2 separate regions of the Sus scrofa genome follow, and region 2 is linked to region 1. The links are chromatin contacts, called in public HiChIP or PLAC-seq maps. All regions are on one chromosome and are shown on one strand. Each heading gives the region's core, a stretch centred on a gene start, on an enhancer-like site or on the middle of the called end of the contact. The rest is flanking DNA. Distances are from core to core; before and after follow the strand shown. Region 1 has its middle 15 kb from the start of LAP3. Region 2 holds the start of MED28 (mediator complex subunit 28).

Region 1 (3,959 bases), core at 980-3,479:
GGTATGGACTTACTGCCATTTTGTAGTGGTTTTCTGGTTGTTTATTTCCTAGTTCTTTCCTCAGCCTTCCGTCCCACTGACCTTTCTGTGCCTCAGACACCTCTGGTTTTAATGACCTATTTTGGCAGGAGTCTCACTGTGGCCACTGGCCTCCCTTCTACCTCCCCTGTCGTTCAGTCTTAGCAGGGAATCCGGTTCTTTGGTTGGTTTGTTTATAAGCACCAAATGCCAAGGTCTCTACACTTCAATATGCGTCCACCTGTTGTTGAAAGAACTTTCTTGCATTCTTCTGCCTCCATGAGCTAAGAGCAAAGAAAGGTCACCCTTTTCTCTTTTCTCATCTCTATCAGGTCTGGGATCGTCCTTCAGTAGTCCCAGAACTTTACCTTCTTGGAGAATAATTTGCCTTTGTAATGTGAGTGACAGTCCTGGGAGATGCTGTAAGGGGTATTTTTGTTTGTTTTTACTGTGAAGGTCTTTAGTAAATAAGAATTCTTATTCCTCTGTTCAGCAGTTTGTTCATCTTTATGTACTTTAAGAGATAAAGCGTTGTCAGCAGTTGAGGTTGCAGATAAACTTTTTTCTCTAGTAGCATATCACAGACAAACGCATTATTGGAATTGTCAATGTGTCAACTATACACCTTCCACAGTTTTTCCTGTAGCAAAGTATTGTTTGTCTGTCTTTCTGTCTTTCTTTCTTCCTTCCTTTCTCTTTTCTTTCTCTTTCTTTCTTTCTTTCTTTTTTTCCTTCCTTCCTTCCTTCTTCCTTTTGTTCTTTATTTTTCCTTCCTTCCTTCCCTCTTTCTTTCTTTCTCACTGTGCCTACAGCATGTGGAAATTCTTGGGCCAAGGATCAAACCCATACCACAATAGCAACTCAAAATGCTCCAGTGACAACACTGGATCCTTAACCCATTGCACCACAAGGGAAATCCTGCAAATTATTTTTTGAAAAATAGTTTAATTCTAATTTGATTTCTACAATTTGGGTTAATTAAAGTACTAAACAATTCAAATGCTCTATATTTTCTGTGGCATCACCCACACTTTGACTCTAAATTATCATCTGAGGAACTCAAAACAAGCACATGCAGAGAGACATAGACACACACTCAGGAATCCACTTCCTCTTCTTTTCTTTCCCTCTTAACGGTGGGGGGGGGGAATGTGCTTGGGCTGTGGGATGGAAATCCTGTGAAATCATATTGTTATGATCATTATATAACTGCAGATGTGATAAATTCATTTGAGTAATTAAAAAAAAAGCTCACTAGGTAATTTTGACTATCAGCCCATTTGGAAACTTTTTTTTTTCTTTTTCTTCTTTTTTTTTTTAGGGCTGTGCCTGCAGCATAGGGAAGTTTCTAGGCTAGGGGTCGAATCAGAGCTGCAGCTGCCAGCTACACCACAGCCACAGCAATGTGGGATCCAAGCCAAGTCTGTGACCTACACCAGAGCTCATGGCAATGCCAGATCCTTGACCCACTGAGCGAGGCCAAGGATTGAACCTGCATCCTCATGGATACTAGTTGGGTTTGTTTCAGCTGAGCCACTATGGGAACTCCTGGAAACTATTGATATGGTTTCTTGTCTGTCTGTCTCGCTCTACCTCTATCCATCCATCCTCCTTTCCTTAGTCTGGAAAAGATTTAAGGTATTGTCTTAAAAATAGTAACTTAGAAAAGTAACAATTTAGGAAAATAGATAAAAAGATCAATAATGGTTTAATCTTTATCATCTTAAAATTTTAAGTGTTTCAAAATTTATTGCCATGTATTATCAAAATGACAATAACTTTTAAAAAGTGTGAATATTTCTATGGATTAAAAAAAATCGATCCAGTGATTTATTGGCATTGCCCTGCTTATGCATTATTTTATACTTGGTAAGTTATTGGTTAACTAAGTATTTTAATTTTTAGGACGGTCTGTTCCCTCGGAGGATTAGAAAGGAAACCTTTGACCCTTGTAACTTTACAGATTCCTGGTAAGATGGAAGACCTCTGAAGTTCTAAGAGTTTCTGTTATTTCGGGTTACGCAACGCCCCCACCCCGCCCCGGAAGAATGACACATATTATCCTTAGTCAGCGATGTTATATAAAACATAAAAAGGGCTTTCCTTCTTTGATTGGGATATGAAATTGTCATCTAGCCTATGGGCATCATAAAAATGAATCTGCGGGAAGAACTGTTTGAGGTCCCCACCCAACCAGTCACACACCCCTCAGGCGCAGTTCATTTGCTGTAGTGGATTGCTACCCTCTAGTGGTGAGGGGTGGTCATACCACTTCAATTTTAGCGTTTGGGTTTTTAGTCTCACATAGTTTATAAATTATATTACACCGTGTATTGCTTTGATTATGATTATTACAATCTATGCTTTGGTGATAATGTCACATAACATGGATGCTAAAACCATTAGCTCATGAGTTTAATAATCAAAGGAGTCGTAGCTTGTTACTTCTCTAATTTCTTTGACTCACTAATTGTTTCAAATGAAACGACTTAATCTCTGATTAATAATACGCCTACTGTTAAGACATCTTACAGAAGTGTATGTAATTGTTATAGTTATAAATTGGCTCTTATCACTAGGCAGCATTATAAGTGATTATAATGTGATTACATTTCCAGAAACACAAATTGCCATCCTGTGGTCATAGCCTTTGGTGACAAACAGAACAAAACAAAAAGGAAGGATTTGGACACTTTACTACCAGATCCCAGGATTTGATAAACAACTCATGTCTAGAAAAAACTTTGTCATTTTTTTGTTTGTTTGTTTGTTTGTTTGTTTTTGTCTTTTTGCCATTTCTTGGGCCGCTCCCGTGGCATATGGAGGTTCCCAGGCTAGGGGTCCAATCGGAGCTGCAGCTGCCAGCCTACGCCAGAGCCACAGCAACGCGGGATCCAAGCCGCGTCTGCGACCTACACCACAGCTCAGGGCAATGCTGGAACCCCGACCCACTCAGCAAGGGCAGGGATCGAACCTGCAACCTCATGGTTCCTAGTCGGATCCGCCAACCACTGCGCCAAGACGGGAACTCCAAACTTTGTCATTTTGGATCAAATTACTCTTAAGAAACTCAAGGAGCTCAGTCAAGTGTCAATCATTCTTTGATGTCCCTTTCACTTAAACTCTCAATAACTCCAAGGTAGAAGGAAAGATATTATGGTCCTATCCTTTTTGAAAAAAATTAATTAATTAATTAAATTTGCTTTTTAGGGCCGCACCTGTGGCATATGGAGCTTCCCAGGCTAGGCGCTGAACTGGAACTTCAGCTGCTGGCCTACACCACAGCCACAGCAACGCCAGATCCAAGCCGACTCTGCGACCTACACCACAGCTGATGGCAATGCTACATCCTTAACCCACAGAGTGAGACCAGGGATAAAACCCACATTCTCATGGATCCTGGTCAGGTTCGTTACTGCTGAGCCACAAAGGGAACTCTCTCTCTCTCTCTCTCTTTTTTTTAATGGTTGGGGAAACTAAGGCTCAGGGAGCACACAACCAAACAGCCCCAGAAATGGGGCAAGAATCACGGTTGCCCCACTCTTTGTGAAATGCTTCAGCCTCAACATTCAGTTTTCAGCTATGCATTTTTATTTTATTTTATTTTTATTTTTTTGGCTCTTGTCTTTTCAGGGCCGCACCCACAGCATGTGGAGGTTCCCAGGCTAGGGGTCCAGTTGGGGCTACAGCCCCAGGCCTATGCCACAGCCACAGCAACGAGGGATCCAAGCCTCATTTGCAACAGCTCATGGCAATGCCAGATCCTTAACCCACTGAGCTAGGCCAGGGATTGAACCTGCAACCTCGTGGTTCCTAGTCAGACTCATTTCCGCTGCGCCACTAGGGGAGCTCCTCGGCTGTGCATTTTATTTGGTCCCTCAGCCCAAACTCCTCCTCCTTCAGGACAGCTGTCACAGGGAGCAGCCTTACCCTCACTAATC
Region 2 (4,245 bases), core at 708-3,207, 49 kb before region 1:
ACTTGTCATATACAACAAAAGTGAAAATCAGTTTTTGAGATATTTATTCAGAAATACACAAAGTACACAAGACAGCTGAACAGTTGTATGGAAAAGAAAGTGTGATGGTCTATAAAAAGAAAATGTGGAGTTCCCGTGGGGGCTTGGTGGTAACAAAACTAATATTCATGAGGGCTCAGGTTTGATTCCTGAGTGGGTTAAGGATCCGGCGTTACCATGAGCTGAGTTGTAGGTTGTAGACGTGACTCAGATCCCGAGTTGCTATGGCTGTGGGGTAGGCTGGCAGCTACAGCTCTGATTCGATCCCTAGCCTGGGAACCTCCATATGCTGCAGCTGTGGCCCTAACAAGACAAAAAAAAAAAAGGAATATATGCAGGAAGAAGTCTCATGTGGCCAGAGTAAGAAGAGATGGGACTGGACCAGTGATTTGAACATGCAGAGCCAGGGAGGCTACCATACCTCTTGGTCTTTCTTTTTAGAGCCACACCTGCAGCATAGGGAAGTTCCTGGGCTAGGAGTCAAATCAGACCTGGAGCTACAGCTGCAGACCTATGCCTCAGCCTTGGCACATGGAGCCACAATACAAGCCGAGGCAACTCGCAATTCTCACCCTGCTGGGTAAGGAAGGAATCTAACCAGCACCCTCACAGGCACTGTGTGGGGTTCTTAACCCACTGAACCACAAAAGAACTCCCCATCTTGGTCTTAACCCAACAGTCATGGCAGCCACTGAAGAGTTTTAAGCACTAGGGTGTTGATGGTAGGCTCTGGCCAAGACTTCTTTCTACAGGGCCAGTCTTTCAGCAAGTCTCATAACCGCCACTTCATCTCAAGCCTAGATGCTGCTCTAAGGCTTTCCTGTCCCTCTCCTTTACAGCTTAGCACCACCTCAAAGGCATCTCATCCTCCTCCCAGAAAAAAAAGATTTCTCTGTCCTTTAAATCAATTATCTCAAACTTCTGAATGTACGCCCCATTAAAAAAGGCATTCTGCCCATGCAACCCCAATAACACACTCATTTATGAACTCTATTTACCTACTACCTATGCTATTATGTGTGAAAGTCAAAAAGTAGAAAAGTTAACTCCAATTACAAGTTACTTCATTTCCACACCCTAATGGTTCATCTTCCACTTCAGAGACCACTGGAAGCCACCTGATTTTTAAGCACTTATTTCTTAAGCTCACCTGTGCCTCCTACCAGTCCCCATTTTCTCTGCTACAGGATTAATGCTTGAATGGGAGTGAGAGTTTGGATCACCCTCTGCCTCTCTCCCAAAGCTTCATCTTTAACTCCTCTTCCCTCGGCCCTTAATAACAACTTCCCATCTCAGCCCCAAGAATTCCACTACTTTAGGACCGTTTAAGGGTGGAGCCCAATGGAAAGAATACAGGACAGAGTGGTGCAATGCTCCCCTCGGTGGAGAATCAGCCCGTAGCAAACACGCAGGGACGCAGGAAAGGATACTCAAGGATAGAACCAACCTTGAATTGAGGCAACAACCTTGAGGAGCAGAACAACCGACTGGGAACCTAGAAGGGTCCCACGGTGGGGGTGGCGGGCAAACTTCAAGTCCTCGTGCCTCTAGAAAGGACAAATTTACTCATCTCCGCCAGTCGACCAGAAAATTCTGGCCATCACTCAACGTGGAGAATAAAGCAAGCAGTTTAGATTCTTTGAGCCTGCCGCCCCATTTGTAAGCCGGTGCAGGGATTGCTGAAAAAGATAACCTGCACACGTTTCAGAAAAGAAAGGCTGGGAACACAGACGCCCACGGCTCATTTTACCTCGAAAGATGACTCCAACTCGTCCACTAAGGTGCTGTTAGAAGTTCTTGGAATCCCTGGTGTGGCCTGAAGAAGCGAAGCCTGGCCCAGGAGCCCCGGTGGCGGCGGCGGGGGTCCGGGAGGCTGCCCCGTGAACATTCCACCCAGCGGAGCCGCCATTTCTAAGATGGCGGGTGAGAGACTCACTGCACCTGCGCGGGAGCTGGATCCGTGGGTCACGTGACACGCCTGGTCACACGTGATCACGCTGAGTGGATGTTGGCGTCTATCGGGCGCCAGGGAAACCGGTAGGTTGGTACTTTCGTTCCCTCTTTGCCCGCACTGGAGGCCGCTTGACTTTACTGGTTTTTTATTTTATTTTATTTTATTTTATTTTTTATAACATGAGAATTGAAGGATTTGATAGGGTTTTGACAAGGTTGTATGAAGAGGAGAGTCAATAACTAAGGCTGAGCGAGCCCTGCCTGGCTTCATGATATTCGTTTAACCATCCTGCCTTTGCCCTTAACCCTTGAAATGATTTGGACCTAGCGCTTTCTCTGGGCTCAGTTTACCGGTTGGTAGAAGGAAGGTGCTTATTCACCACACAAACATTTATTGGGAGCTTACTATTTACCAACTACTAATCCAGTCATGGTGGATATAGGGGGAATGAACATGAAAAAAATTTCCCCTAAATTCTCTCTGGGGAGAGACTTGTGCAAAAAATGACCAAGCTTGTTGAGGGTCCCTACTATGCATACGCCTGGCATGTTCACTTGAGATATTCGTGGTTATGTCAAAGAGAAAGTATGATAATTTTGTAACACTTGCTTATTTCTCTCTTTAGAAGCCAAAAATTTTTTCACCGTATTTAATTTTACACTTACAGTTACTGAAAGTAGGGTCAGGCTGTTTGCCACTCTAAAGCCAATAAAAAGGCAAAGTTGGAATGGATTAGCAATGAGATCCTGCTGTGTAGCACTGGGAACTATATGTCTGGTCACTTATGATGGAGCATGGTAATATGAGAAAAAAAGAATGTATACATGTATGTATAACTGGGTCACCATGCTATACAGTAGAAAATTGACAACACTGTAAACCCGCTACAACAGGAAAAAATAAAAGTCATTATATAGTGGGGAAAAAAAAAGTAAATTTGGTGGAATGTTTGCTGTATTCTGGATTCCAGCAACTTAGGTGAGCGGGCAGAGACTCCTGTCCAAAGGCCCACTGCCCCCTCACCCCAGCTGACAGTCAATGGGCAAGAGCTTTTATAGGTACCTATCAGGGCTATATGCAGAAACAGTAGAATCAGCTCTGACAGATCTTGAAATTGGTCATGGGATGGTCTGACCAGCGTTCTCTTATTTTAAGTATGGTTAATCTCCAGTTCCATAGTCAATTTGTTCCCATTTCTGTAAGCGAGGAACGGTTAGTGGGAGAAATTTAGTGGGCCTGCTGGGCCACTGCTTGGCGTTGCAATGGGTCCTTCCTCCAAACAAGAGACAGTGAATGACCATTGGCTCCTCCCCCTCCCCTTTCTCTATATAAGAGGAGTCTGAAGTCGGCTGAGGCAAGATGGTTTTTTGAGACGCTAGTTTGCCATCTTCTGGGTCTGCTAGCTTTCCAATAAAAGTCGTTATTCCTTACCCCAACAACTCATCTCCGAATTTATTGGCTTGTCGTACGACAAGCAGAGTGAACTTGGGTTCAGTACTCTTTCCTTGAGGCCACTTCTCCAGTTGTGGCAGCTTATGTCATGGCCACAGTCTGGTCATCATGTAGTTAATTTTTTCCACCTGACTGGGGTTTCAGTATAAGATAGCTCACAGGATATGGCTCAGAATATTATTTATAGCCCTTGAGAAGGAAAAAAGGTCCTTGACTTTGCTTAATGACTAAATGATTATTTGGCTTTGTTGGACTGTTTTCCTTTGCTTCTGCATTTTCTTAGTTCTTTGATTAAACTTATTCTTTGGCTAAAGTTTTCTACAGACAAAAGGAAAGTAGAGGACATGGGGTGGGTGGATGGTGGGAAGAAAGGACCATAGGGCCGTTAACTCTTGAAATGACTTTGGCCCAGGTCCTTTCTCTGGGCTCAGTTTACCTGTTGGTAAAAGGGAGATACTCATTCATCCCACCAGCGTTTATTGAGAGCTTCCTATGTACCAATTACTAATCCAGTCACTGTGGATATAGCAGGAGTGAACAGGAAAAATTTCCCCTAAATTCTCTCTGGGGAGAGACAGGTAACAGAATGGTAAATATTGTTGAGGGTCCCTGTGTATGTGCTGGGCACTATTTACTTCAGTTATTTATGGTTATATCAAAGAGAAAGTTACTATTCTGATATTTTTTAACACTTGTTCATTTTTTCAGAAGCTAAATTGTTTTCACTGTATTTAATTTTCCAGTTATTATCCAGCACATTTGTTGAGCCTTCCATGTCCCAGGCTCTAATGATCTAAGGA

Evidence for each region. HiChIP or PLAC-seq counts read pairs in DNA pulled down with a chosen protein or histone mark.
Region 2: an H3K27ac HiChIP or PLAC-seq map of alveolar macrophages shows a contact between it and region 1. The contact joins the promoter of MED28 here to the enhancer-like site in region 1. A contact is called at or near these places in 1 of 5 promoter capture datasets (liver), 4 of 47 Hi-C or Micro-C datasets (blood, embryonic fibroblasts, skeletal muscle and 1 more) and 1 of 2 datasets of contacts at active chromatin or transcription factors (alveolar macrophages).

What each region holds. Positions count from the first base shown.
Region 1 is chr8:12,572,926-12,576,884 of Sscrofa11.1, reverse strand. No RefSeq gene overlaps it. Among named protein-coding and RNA genes, the nearest start is that of LAP3, 15 kb to the left of the region's middle. Within about 2 kb of position 2,229, at least 4 of the 83 cell types and tissues checked have an H3K27ac peak or open chromatin away from gene starts, as enhancers often do. A contact at or near this core is called in alveolar macrophages, where this site is marked.
Region 2 is chr8:12,621,837-12,626,081 of Sscrofa11.1, reverse strand. It overlaps MED28 (mediator complex subunit 28), which reads right to left and starts at 1,957. Exons shown (of 4, transcript NM_001243569.1): 1 at 1,790-1,957. The coding sequence starts at 1,948.